2 separate regions of the Mus musculus genome follow, and region 1 is linked to region 2. A link is a contact called in public promoter capture Hi-C data. All regions are on one chromosome and are shown on one strand. The core of a region is the stretch at or near the end of the contact, and the rest is flanking DNA. Distances in the headings are between cores, read along the strand shown.

Evidence for each region. Promoter capture Hi-C pulls out the DNA fragments that hold promoters and counts their contacts.
Region 1: a contact with region 2 is called in a promoter capture Hi-C map of liver, with 2.8 times the contacts expected there. The contact joins the promoter of Ccdc28a here to the enhancer-like site in region 2. A contact is called at or near these places in 3 of 39 promoter capture datasets (the C10 cell line, liver and pre-B cells) and 2 of 9 other capture datasets (liver and macrophages).

The regions. Positions count from the first base shown.
Region 1 is chr10:18,231,228-18,237,128 of GRCm38.p6, forward strand. It overlaps Ccdc28a (coiled-coil domain containing 28A), which reads right to left and starts at 3,754. Exons shown (of 6, transcript NM_144820.4): 1 at 3,625-3,754.
Region 2 is chr10:17,001,972-17,008,272 of GRCm38.p6, forward strand. All of the region lies in intron 1 of Gm20125 (predicted gene, 20125), which reads right to left. Among named protein-coding and RNA genes, the nearest start is that of Gm20125, 91 kb to the right of the region's middle. Within about 2 kb of position 1,575, at least 7 of the 459 cell types and tissues checked have an H3K27ac peak or open chromatin away from gene starts, as enhancers often do.

The sequences.
Region 1 (5,901 bases), core at 2,504-5,003, 1.2 Mb after region 2:
CCTGTGACAACCTGACCATGTATTGGGGAGGACTGTGGAAGGACTTTGGAACTTTGGGCTTGAAGATCCATTCGTTGTTAAGAGCTTTGTCAGATGTTGTGTAGGAGCTTAGAAGATAATGTTGAGAACAGTGCAGAAGATGGAGGCCTGGCTTGTGAAATTTCAGAGGGAAAATTAAAGACGCTTTTCAGGGCCATTGCTATTTTGATTGGGAATATTCTGTGGTTCTGGTTAGCTGGGGCTGAAGAATCAGCTGTGATTAACAAGATAGCAGAACTACTAAAACGAAACTTTTGGGCTGGAGAGATGGCTCAATGGTTAAGAGCACTGGCTGCTCTACCAGAGGTCCTGAGTTCAATTCCCAGCAACCACATGGTGGCTCACAACCATCAGTAATGGGAATCCTATACCCTCTTCTGGTGTGTCTGTGTACTCATATACATAAAGTAAGTCAATCTTTAAAAAAAATGAAACTTTTGCATTACTGGGACTATTGATGCTGGTTAGCTGGAGCTAAGAAATTAGCAGTGATTAAGAAGAGAACAGCATCATCGAGGTGACATCTTCTGGGAAGTGTTTTTTGAGAGCACAGAAGCCGTGTTCCAGAGATAACCAAAGTTGTACCTCATGCTACAGTGGGACTTGGTAATGTGTAAGAGTCACCCAGGTGGTACTGGTTTTGAAGGCATAAAGGGGTCACACAGAGCAGCTGAGGCTCAGCACTGTGATAGGCCAATGAAGGCCATTGGTGAGGGTGCAGCCTCAGTGGCAATTGATGGCCCAGGACTGAAGGGGTCATGCAAAGGATTTGAGGCTTAGCACCGTGAAGAGAGCCTATGAGAGGCTATTGTTAAAGCCAAGTTACAGTGGAAGACAGCAACATTTTAGAGAAGCCAGTACCATGAGATGACTACCAAGAACCACAGCAGCAGTGGAGTACAGGTGGCTGGAGCCTAGAAGACAACATGTGTGCTACAAAGGGCATGGCTGGAGAAGTGACCCAAGCCCTTGGAGGAGCTCAGAAGATCATGAGTCGGATCCCAGACATTGGATGGTTGGAGATTGATTTTTGCTTTTGATTGTGACTGTACCCTGATATTTTTCCCTCTTGAAGGAAGTTTTTTAGTGAAGCCCACAGTTAAGAGACTTTAAAATTTAAAGTACTTTGTATTTTAAAAGATACTAGAACTTTTAATATGTAAAGACTGTGGGACTTTTAAAGTTGTTTAGATCTTGGGGATGAATAAGAACTAAGGGTTGAGGCTTACTAGTGATGTGTTTGTCAAGTTAACAAGGGGTCAATTGTACTAGCTAGTTTTGTGTCAACTTGACACAGCTGGAGTTATCACAGAGAAAGGAGCTTCAGTTGGGGAAATGCCTCCATGAGATCCAACTGTAAGGCATTTTCTCAATTAGTGATCAAGGGGGAAAGGCCCCTTGTGGGTGGGACCATCTCTGGGCTGGTAGTTCTGGTTTCTATAAGAAAGCAGGCTGAGCAAGCCAGGGGAAGCAAACCAGTAAAGAACATCCCTCCCTGGCCTCTGCATCAGCTCCTGCTTCCTGACCTGCTTGAGTTCCAATCCTGACTTCCTTGGTGATGAACAGCAGTATGAAAGTGTAAGCTGAATAAACCCTTTCCTCCCCAACTTGCTTCTTGGTCATGATGTTTGTGCAGGAATAGAAACCCTAACTAAGACAATAATGTTACTCTCTTTAAACATACCAGAAGAGGGCATCAGATCCCATTGCAGATGATTGTGAGCCACCATGTTCAATTCTGGGAATTGAACTCAGGATCTCTGGAAGAGCAGCTAGTGCTCTTAACCGCTGAGTCATCTCTCCAGCCCTGTCTAATAATTTTTTAAAAAGCATTTTCTCTATTCACACATCTTCTAAGTATCTACTGTCTCTCTTCTACAAGCCAGGCACTGTCGTCAGTCCTGGGAAAGCAGCAATGAATTAGCCAAAGCCCTTAACCTCAAGAGGCCACCATTATATAAGTGACCAGTATAAACAAATCGCCCATGTAACTCCTCAGCCTCACTGGGCCTTTATCTGGCCTTTAGATCTCCCTTCTAAACCATACTCAAATACATGTATAATCAGGGCACCAGCGGACTAAGCTGCACCTTGAAGGCTTACATAATATACATTTTATTTACATGCTATTAACCACCACTCCTAGATATCTCTCTCTCTCTCCCCCCAAGGTGTCACTATGTAGCTTTGGCTGACCTGAAATTTGCTCTGTAGACTCAGCTGGCCCGAACTCATTAAAGGCATAGCTCTATCCCTCCTGGGATTAAAGGCATCAAAAGTGTGCACAGCTTCACCTTTTCTTTTTGAAAAACAATTCTGCTCTATGTCCTTGGCTGGCTGAGAAATTACTACGTAAGCCACGCTGGTTTCCAACCTGTGATGATCCTTCTCCCTCGGCTCTTGAGTGAGTCCTGGAAGGATGGGCATGTGCCACAAGTCTAGCTCTTTCGATTTGAATTTTCTTAATTCTATTATTAATTTATCACAAAAAAGTGTCAGAAAATGCATACCTGTTCCCCCCTTCAAATCGTTAACTGCACTATGAATTTAAAAAGATTTACTTTATGTATGTGAGTATAGTGTTACTCTCTTTAAACACACCAGAAGAGGGCATCAGATCCCATTACAGATGATTGTGAGCCATCATGTGGTTTCTGGGAATTGAACTCAGGATCTCTGGTCGTTTAAAAAATACTGTGGGGCTTAAGAGATGGCTCTGCAGTTAAGAGCACTGACTACTCTTTTCGGAGGTCTCTTTTGATTTCCAGGCCCAACAATGCTGCTTATGACAGTAACTTCTGTCCCAAGGTATCCAGTGCCCTCTTCTGGCCTCCAGGGGCACAGTGTGCACCTGTACACAGTCATCTAATAAAATTTAAAATCTAAAAGTGTTGAATTTAGTCCTGCCATGACTATTTTAAAAGACTGAAACTGACTTCTGTCACTCCTAAAAGAATTAGTCGGGAATTATACAGGTAATTTATTTTTGTTTTGCTAGCTGATGTGGGTTTTTCTTGGAAAAGGGTACAGCATTCAGTCTCTTGTCTCAGATACCAAGAGCGAATCCACTTGAGTCATTCGGGAATTGTTTAGCTGTAATACAGATTAAATAAAACTTTGAAGATGACGGAGCAGGTTTCCAAGAGATGAGGATCTGTATAATTGGTGATACATATAAACACGCTAACCTTCAAATCTATGGATGCTAATACACATTTGGTAACAAAAGAGGAGGAAAAAGCAAAAACCAGTTAATACATAAAGCATCGCCAATAAACCAATGGTCCCCGAGGGACCAAGCTTGCGATGTCCTCTTTTCTGAAAGATAACATCTGTCACAAGACCCTGAAATCCTTCTTGTATGACAAACACGAGGGACCTTTCCAGAGGGGACGAACTGCTCACGGTTGAATGTCAGGCCTCGCTGCCAACCAGAATCACCAGAGGTGCCTCTGGACTTTGCCTCATTCATTTCCCTTCCGCAACCCAGCCCTGCGATGACCCATCTACACTCAGCGGTGACCAGAGCAGGTGCTGAGGGGCTCGAATGAACAGGTTGCGGGGTCCCCTTACCCCATTACATACCGGAGGGAGAAAAGGCTGTGGTTACCCTTCCTCGGCTAGGAAAAGTAAGAGAGCGTTCAAAGCCTCCGCCAGGGCTGCATCAAGAGCCCAGCTCGTCTGCCTGGGTCACAAACCCAGGCAAGCGCCCTTTGTTTACGGAAGTGACGTAATCTGGGCGGGGCCCTCCGAGAGGCGAAAAGCCCCGCCTCTCCCAGGTCCCTTAGCGATGCTCGCGTCTCTGCTTTGGGCTCCGTCTTCCCATAGCCGCCTTCAGGTATGGCTCCAGCGGCTGCGGGAAAGAGGAGTTGTTGTTGGCCACTCCACTTCTGCCTGTCTCATGGCCTCATGGAAACTGGCTGTATATTGTCCTCACCGGAAGCGGCCAGCCACCTCGGTGAAGGACCGCCCCATGCACTGCAATTCCCAGCATGCCTTTCGAACAAATCGAAGGCGGAGCCTATTGTCCCCTTGCGGCGGATCCACACCTCGGATTGGCTGCTTTTAGTTTGGCTTGAGAAGCGGTATTGGGTTCAGCATCCCTGATGCTGTGCCGCCAAGTGTGATTCTGTAAATAGCCAGTATCCAAGCATTGCAGTTGGGTGTGGTGGGGGTGGGGTGAGTGCGTTTAGGTTTTCTGTGTACCTGTCTGTCTGTCTATCAGTCTTTCTTCGTTTTCTTTGCCTTTTTTTGACCAAGTCTCGTATAGCCGACACTGCTCAGGAACCGGTTATGTTGTTGAGATCTTCCTGCCTGCGCTTCTCATACGGGTATGTGTCACTCGTCCCACTTTACCTCACTACAGTCCTTTAAGGTAATGTCAAAATCCCCGTTTTAGAAGTGATTCTGAGGTCGGGCGTGGTGGCGCACGCCTTTAATCCCAGCACTTGGGAGGCAGAGGCAGGCGGGTTTCTGAGTTCGAGGCCAGCCTGGTCTACAAAGTGAGTTCCAGGACAGCCAGGGCTATAAAGAGAAACCCTGTCTCGAAAAAACCGAAAAGAAAAAAAAAAAAAAAGAAAGAAAGAAAACAAATGAAATGATTCTGAGATTCAGAAAGGCTAATCAGACTTGCTGCCTGACTCCCCACTTCATCCCCGGGATTAGGAATTGAGGGCTAAGAGAGAAGGCTCAACCCTAAACTAAAGAAAACTTACCTTTCCCTCCTTGATGTGGATGCCTTCTCAGAGGGAAGATGGGACTTTTTAGATTCCGACTTTCTTAGATTGAGGTGACCCTGTCCTTCAATCTCCCCATTACCTAGGGAGGAAATTGTGTCTAGAGATTATATTGAGACAGAGCAAAAATGGAGTTACTAAGTACTTAAACTCATACTATGAGATGTTCTTCCATTAGGAAAAACAAAACCAAAAACTTGGAATTCTTAAAAAAAACAAACCAAAAAACAAAACAAAATAACAAAAACAAAAAACCCCCACAGATACAGCATTCATGGTTCCAGTTTCCAAAGTGAACACGTGTTAGGTTTCATAATTTGGTATTTTTAGGGTAAAGAACTTGAACTTAAGAAAAGGCGGAATTCTCCTGTTTGGCATCTCTGAATGGTTGTATTTTGTGAATTGATCTACAACTTGGTTTTTAAGGAATGTCATGGCCTAGGTTCTACTTTTATAAAATTATGCCATGAAAGAATGAAAGAGGGAAAGCAGTTTGGGAGCAGGCCACAGTGTGGTGCTATATTGACTTGCTTCGGAGCTGAGACCTACATGGGAAAGTTATCCCAAAAGCGATGCTATTGTTTGGCTATCTTTGTAAAACTTGGTGCCTTCTCTGCTCTGAGATGAGCTCTAAAACACTACTGAGAGATTGGAGAAGAGCTCTCCAGGGCTGAGGACCCCCAGAGACTTCTTGAAGGGACAAGTGGGCTTTTGGAGAGCTGCTGGGAACTGAAAGTACCAGGAGGATCCGCTAGGTGAAACAGCCGTGAGTGAGTAGCCATTTCTCAAGAATGTATGTATTGTGTCATAGAAGAAACAGTAGGGCCTGGGGTGGGACTTTGGGGGAGCACTGGCCCAGCATGCTTGAGGCCCTGGGTATGAGTTTTGTCACCAAAAGAGGCAAAACAGTGAATCCAGAGGAACTATTTCATTTTTACTCTAAGATGTAACAGGTTTTTAGCAGGAGGCCAAAAAGTCTTTAAAATGAGACTGTTCATTTTAAAGACTTAGACATCTAGCATTGTTACGCCTATAGTCTTTTATTAAACATACTACTTTAGGCTGTAATTTCCTTAAGAGCAAATATGTGTTGATTTCCATACCTTTAGCAGTTGAGAGTGACATA
Region 2 (6,301 bases), core at 325-2,824:
TCCAGCTCTGGGGTTCATCCTTATCCTACCAAACACACAATCCCAGCCTATGTTACTCGTAACCATTGTATCACTGATAAGTGGATAATAGCCCAGAAACTTAGGATACCCAAGATATAAGATACAACTTGCCAAACGCATAAAATTCAAGAAGAACGAAGACCAAAGTGTGGACACTTTACCCTTTCTTAGAAATGGGAACAAAACACCCATAGAAGGAGTTACAGAGACAAAATTTGGAGCTGTGACGAAAGGATGGACCATCTAGTGACTGCCATATGCAGGGATCCATCCCATAATCAGCTTCCAAATGCTGACACCATTGCATACACTAGCAAGATTTCGCTGAAAGGACCCAGTTATAGCTCTCTCTTGTGAGACTATGCCGGGGGCCTAGAAAACACAGAAGTGGATGATCACAGTCAGCTATTGGATGGGACACAGGGCCCCTAATGGAGGAGCTAGAGAAATTACCCAAGGAGCTATAGGGAACTGCAACCCTATAGGTGGAACAACAATATGAACTAACCAGTACCCGGGAGCTCTTGTCTTTAGCTGCATATGTATCAAAAGATGGCCTAGTCGGCCATCACTGCAAAGAGAGGCCCATTGGACTTGCAAACTTTATATGCCCCAGTACAGGGGAACGCCAGGGCCAAAAAGGGGGAGTGGGTGGGTAGGGGATTGGGGGGGTGGGTATGGGGGACCTTTGGGATAGCATTGAAAATGTAAATGAGGAAAATACCTAATAAAAAAAAAGAAAAAAAAAAGAATTATAGGATCAGCCTTCAAACTCAGTGGAAGTTTTCACTAGTCTAAGCAGATTTTCTGGATTTTGTGATCAAGCTATGATATTGGCTTTATAACACTGTGATTTTACAACTGAGTTAAACTGCCTAGATCTCTACCTTCTGTGTTGTCTCCCTGTACTTGTACACATATTTCCATTGTGGCAAGTTTTAAGTTCATACCAACGTCTTTACATACGGTACTGAGTAGGGCAGAAATATTAAGCCATGTGAATTATTCTGTCATTTTATTTATTAAGCTGCTTTATGTCTCTGTCTTTACATCTCCATAAGTTATGTTTTTGGCTTTGACTTTATTGAGAACACTATACTACCTTACACCTCTCTCTCTCTCTCTCTCTCTCTCTCTCTCTCTCTCTCTCTAACTCAATGTAGCCCAATAATGCCTGTTAAATAGATTACTACTGCCAGCAAATGCTTGTTAAATGAATGATTCTATCAATCAATGAAGAGGCACTGAAGACGTATATTCCTGGCAGAAATCCTGTCATGACAAGAGTGTGCAATTAAAAAACCAAATTAGTATCTAACAACTTGAACTCCTGTGTAATATACCAAGAAGCCTCTTTGAATGGGAGGGGCACCTGTCTAGAGCAGCAATATAATAGTTAAATCCACTTCATCATTAAGTATTTAATTATGCATTCTTACCTACTCATTTGGGGAGGTGTTGATCTTAATAACTGGATTGCATTAGGAGAGAGTTCAGATGCTTAAAGTAACATAGAGAGAAATTTGAAGTTTAAAAGTAAGTAACATTTTGTGCAAACCACACAAACCTCTGAGCCCTATTAAAATCACTGATAAGTAATCTTGGAAAAACATTCTACAGTAATGGCTGACTGGGCTCTTGCAGCAAAGCAAATTGTTTTTTCTTGGCAAACGTCCCACAAGCAATAGGCTGCAAGACATTGTTTGTTCTACGTGTGCAAGTTCTTGTGAGCATCTACAATTCTAATGCCAAATTTGGTTCTATCTCAGAAGCCACTTCAACTGTGAAGAAAATTGCCACAAACTTTACCAGGACAATGAGTGAGACTCAGCAGAGTGAGTCTCCGTGGTTTCCAGAAGGAATCCTCATGTGTTACTTGTGGCTACTATAGAAAATCACTTTCCATTTGCCTTAAAGAGTTTCGAAACTATTTTTCTTGGAGTTAATTTGTTTGTGTTTATCAGAATTTGCACGGGCTCATGAGCACCAGGGCACAGGGTGAAGGCAACTAGTACAAATTTGTTTCTCTCCATTCTCTTTGGCCTTTTGGGTAGGATTCAGGGATCAAATAGAGCAGAGCAGATTTGAAGGCAGGCACCAGTACCCGCTGAGCCATTTCACAATTCTAATAATCTAAGACTGTTAAAACGTACATCATCTTTTCTACCAGCAAGAATTTTTGTGTGCTCTTAGCCATTTTGTTAGCATGTATCACACTGAAGATATACTGCTTCCTCCTCAGTAACAGAATGGAAAATAACTTAAACTAAGAAGGAATTAGTATCAAAAGAAGAAACGGAAGACACGGATATTGATGGATTGTTGGAAAGTCTGCCTCTCCAGCTACTTTAGGCTAGAAAACAATAGAAGATCATATATGTAACTGGAGTTTGAAGAGAAGAAGAATATGTATAAATGAACCACTGGACTTCTAGCAGAAAAGGATTCTATTTGATATGAGAGAAGAACATGGTGGCATATAAGGGAAAACCTATAAGAACTAATGAAGAGCTAAGGCTAGCTTCCAGATTACACACGCACACTTTGGATGGAAATATACAGTGTGTATTTTGAGAGCCATTTTCACCTAAGGTGACTTTCTTGCTAATTGGATGGTGCAAATGGCCTTCCGCTGAGCAGGGTATAAGTAACTTTAGAAATGGTGCTGTTTTTCTGGGTAATAATGTATCTTAACCTGACATTTACTGTTTGTCTTTTTTTTTTACACCAAGCGCAAAGAAAGGTTGGAGAAAAGTTAGCTGGAAAGGTTAACTGGAGGCAGCACCGTCATCAAGAATTGTTCTTGTGTAGATACTCAGTTCTAGAGGCTTCCTGTGAGATGGCCCAGCTGGAAGGTAGACTGGAAGTCTGACAGTGTATGTCAAGGTGGCATCTTGGTAGCTATCACACTAGCCTGTTGAATTGCTGTTATCCCTCTGCTGAATCTGTCCTAGAGACTGTACTTGAGAAGGTCCTTCGCTTATTTAAGGGAGGATGTGAGCCTACTAAGTGGTAAGTCTCTGAAGTGATAAGACAAGAAAACTATGAACCAGATTCCCATCCTCTCTTCAACAATTCTTTTCAAGGAGAGCAGTAAGTAAGGTTTATTATTAAAATTATTATTTAAAAGACTAATTATTATTAAAAGACTATAGAGTCATTTTATGATTCCTCAAATTTAGAAAAAAAGTAATTTTGACTTTTTTTCCTCACAGTATTTTTTAACTTTAGGGCAAAATCAGAAAAACAGTCAAATAACTTAAATAAGAGCACCAAATTTGCAGAAAAGTTGCCAGGTGGTGGTGGTGCTTGGGACGCACAGGCAGGTGGATCTCTGTGAAGTGGAGGCCAGTCTGGTTTGTGAAGGGACATCCAGAACTGCCAGTGCTACACAGAGAAACTCTGTCGTGAAAAGCAAAAGGAAAAAAACAAAAGGAAAAAACAAAACAAAACAAAAAAAGGGGTAGAAAAGTTAAAGAACACCGTCAAAGATGAGATAAGAAGTCATTAAAATTTCATTATATTTCCCCAGCTAATTATTATGATATAAAAAGAAATAATCAGAATGATTATGCTGATTTAATAATCAGAAAAATAATGTTGATTCATAATTGATTTTGAGTGTCAATTCTGGACTTATCTTTATCCCTTAATTAGTTTTACTATCCATTTTTATTATCCATATACTGACTGCTAGAGGTGGAAATTCTTTATATTTAGTGTGCTGAATTTATAGTATTTCTGCTTATGACTATGCAATGTGGTATCTCCTAAGAGATTAATGTTTCACTCAATGGTTATAAAATACAGAAGAATCTATTTGGTATTAGAAGAAACTACCAATCTTGGAACATGTCTATAAAGACAGTAGAAGAATTTAAAAAAAAAAGTCTGTGAGCTGTATATAGCTAGAAGGAATGCTTCAATGTGGCAAAATTCCAAAGAATAAAATCCAACTGGAGAAACAAAATAAAAAAGCATGAAGATAGCTTCAAAGATGAATTATGACTCTCTAGAAAACTGTGATGTCTGGGAAGCACCATTTTCGAAAACCAGTGTCTTGGAAGTCATCACACAACAGATTAAACCCCTTTCCACAGATGTAGAGCTGCTTGCTACATTAACTGAACGTTGTGAGGACCACTTCCATCTTCCAATAGACGAAATGTGAAAGGAGAGTTAAATACTCAGAGATCACCTTACACACTTACTCTGTGGAAGACATCTCCAGGTTCCTGACTAAGGTGTCTACAGGATCCTGCCTCCCAGCTTTGCCAGGGAATCAGAATGCACAGCACTGTGAGCCTACCTCATCTTCTAGACTACTCCAGAATGTAAGGTGAGGAATAAATGATGATAAGCTTTTTAGTGGTAGATAAGCCACAAGAATCCCTATCCAAACCCCAGAGAAATGATGAAAAATCCCAACATTTACTGCTGTTTACTTATCCTTAACTGTTAAATTTTCAGAAATTGGAAACACTGCTAAATACAAAAACCTATTGATGACACCAATAGTAAATGTATATATCCTTTTCCTGTGTGATGGTCTTTATATGACTGGTACCTAAAAACAGACGAGTAGAGCCCACTGACTGTTTCAGTCTATGCAACGGGCAAAAGGTCTGCAGCATTAGGACCTCAGGGTTTAGGGCCATCATAAGCTTATACGCCACGTACTTGCACAGTGCTTAAGAAAAATCAGTTCATAAAGGCCTTAGACTTTTTATTTTCAGTAATGGATAAAACCAAAGCACAGTGCCCTGGTGTATACTACATAAGCAGTTGAACAGTGAGTTATATCCCACAAAATTGCTCACTTCATGAAGGTACCCATGTTGGCTCTTGAACTCATGAACCTCCACCCTCAGGCTTTAGAGTATTTTGATCATATGCAATATGATAATCTTTAGAAAGATAAACGGACCTTCTGATTAACAGTAGCATTGCTTCTAAGACATGGTTAATATCACTTTCCGTGTATGAAGCATTTGGAAAATTACATAAAGTCTCTTCATTTTAATGTCCTCACTTATATGAGATTGCATCTATCAAATAGCATCATTAAGACTTTAATTTGGTGACTATTTAGGAGTATCTTTACGTGGCACAAGAAATATGTCTCGTGCTTACTAAATTCAGTAACTAACCCCACATTGATTGTCCAAGAGCCTGAGCTTCATACTTCCTTCACATTCCTCCTTTGGTTTTGACCTTAAATAGCCAGAACTGCGAGACTTGAGCATTTGTTGCCAACATCTATCCTCTGGGAACAATAATCAAGCATGCCATTGATAATATCTTTCTACTTCACTGAAGATAGACTCTAGCCTTACTATGGAAATTCATAAAATTCCTTTTCACTCAACTAGTTTTCTCAACTGTGAAGTGATTAGGGATATTCTAAAAGACTACTAGAGCAAAGCCAGATATATTAGTATTTGTACTACCAAACTCTTTTTAATAATAGTTTCCAAAACCATCTGAGACTAGATCAGGTAGTAATATATCATATCATTATATAATTCTGTAGTATCCTTGTCATAGGTTCCCAATTTATATGAACATAAATCTCCTACACATCATTATGTAGTTCTATAGTTTCTAAGTAGATTTGACTTAGATTCACAATTTATCATGAGCAAGTCTTCAAGCTGTCATGGTGAAGCAAAATAAAAGAATCTAGATGGAGATATAGAATCAGATTCATGTTTTAAATGTCAAAACTGACTTTGTCATTAAAGAAAGGTTGCCTATGAAGGACAGAGGAAAATTCTGCTGATAGCAATGATTCCTAGTTATGTTTGAGTTGTGTAATGTGCCCTTATGTGCCTTTGTTTACAACAAAAGAAAAAATGTAAAAAGTGGATGTTAATTAATATCATAAGAGGCACAAACCTAGCCTTTAACTTAATTTTTTCATAACCCTTAATAGCTTCCAAGGAACATGAAGGAGATGATCAATGGTTGGTTCCCCTGGGTTTCCGAAACATTTTTAGTATTCTGAGATTGTTCTCAAGAAAGGTCACTCCAAGCAATGACTGAGTTACCTCAACAGCATGCTTTCCTGGTAAGTGTCTAAGACTTGGGTATCAAACTTTGATAGGAAGAAGAGTTTGAAACTTGGATACTTTGGCTTTTTTTTTTTTAATGTTGGATAAACATCTCTGTTTACAGGAAAAAGTGTCATGAAAAGTGTGCACCAGAGCACAGAGGGTTTAGAGCTTTCAAACTGTGAAGCTAGGAAAAGAACTAGGCGAGCAAGAAAGCAGGGAAGATG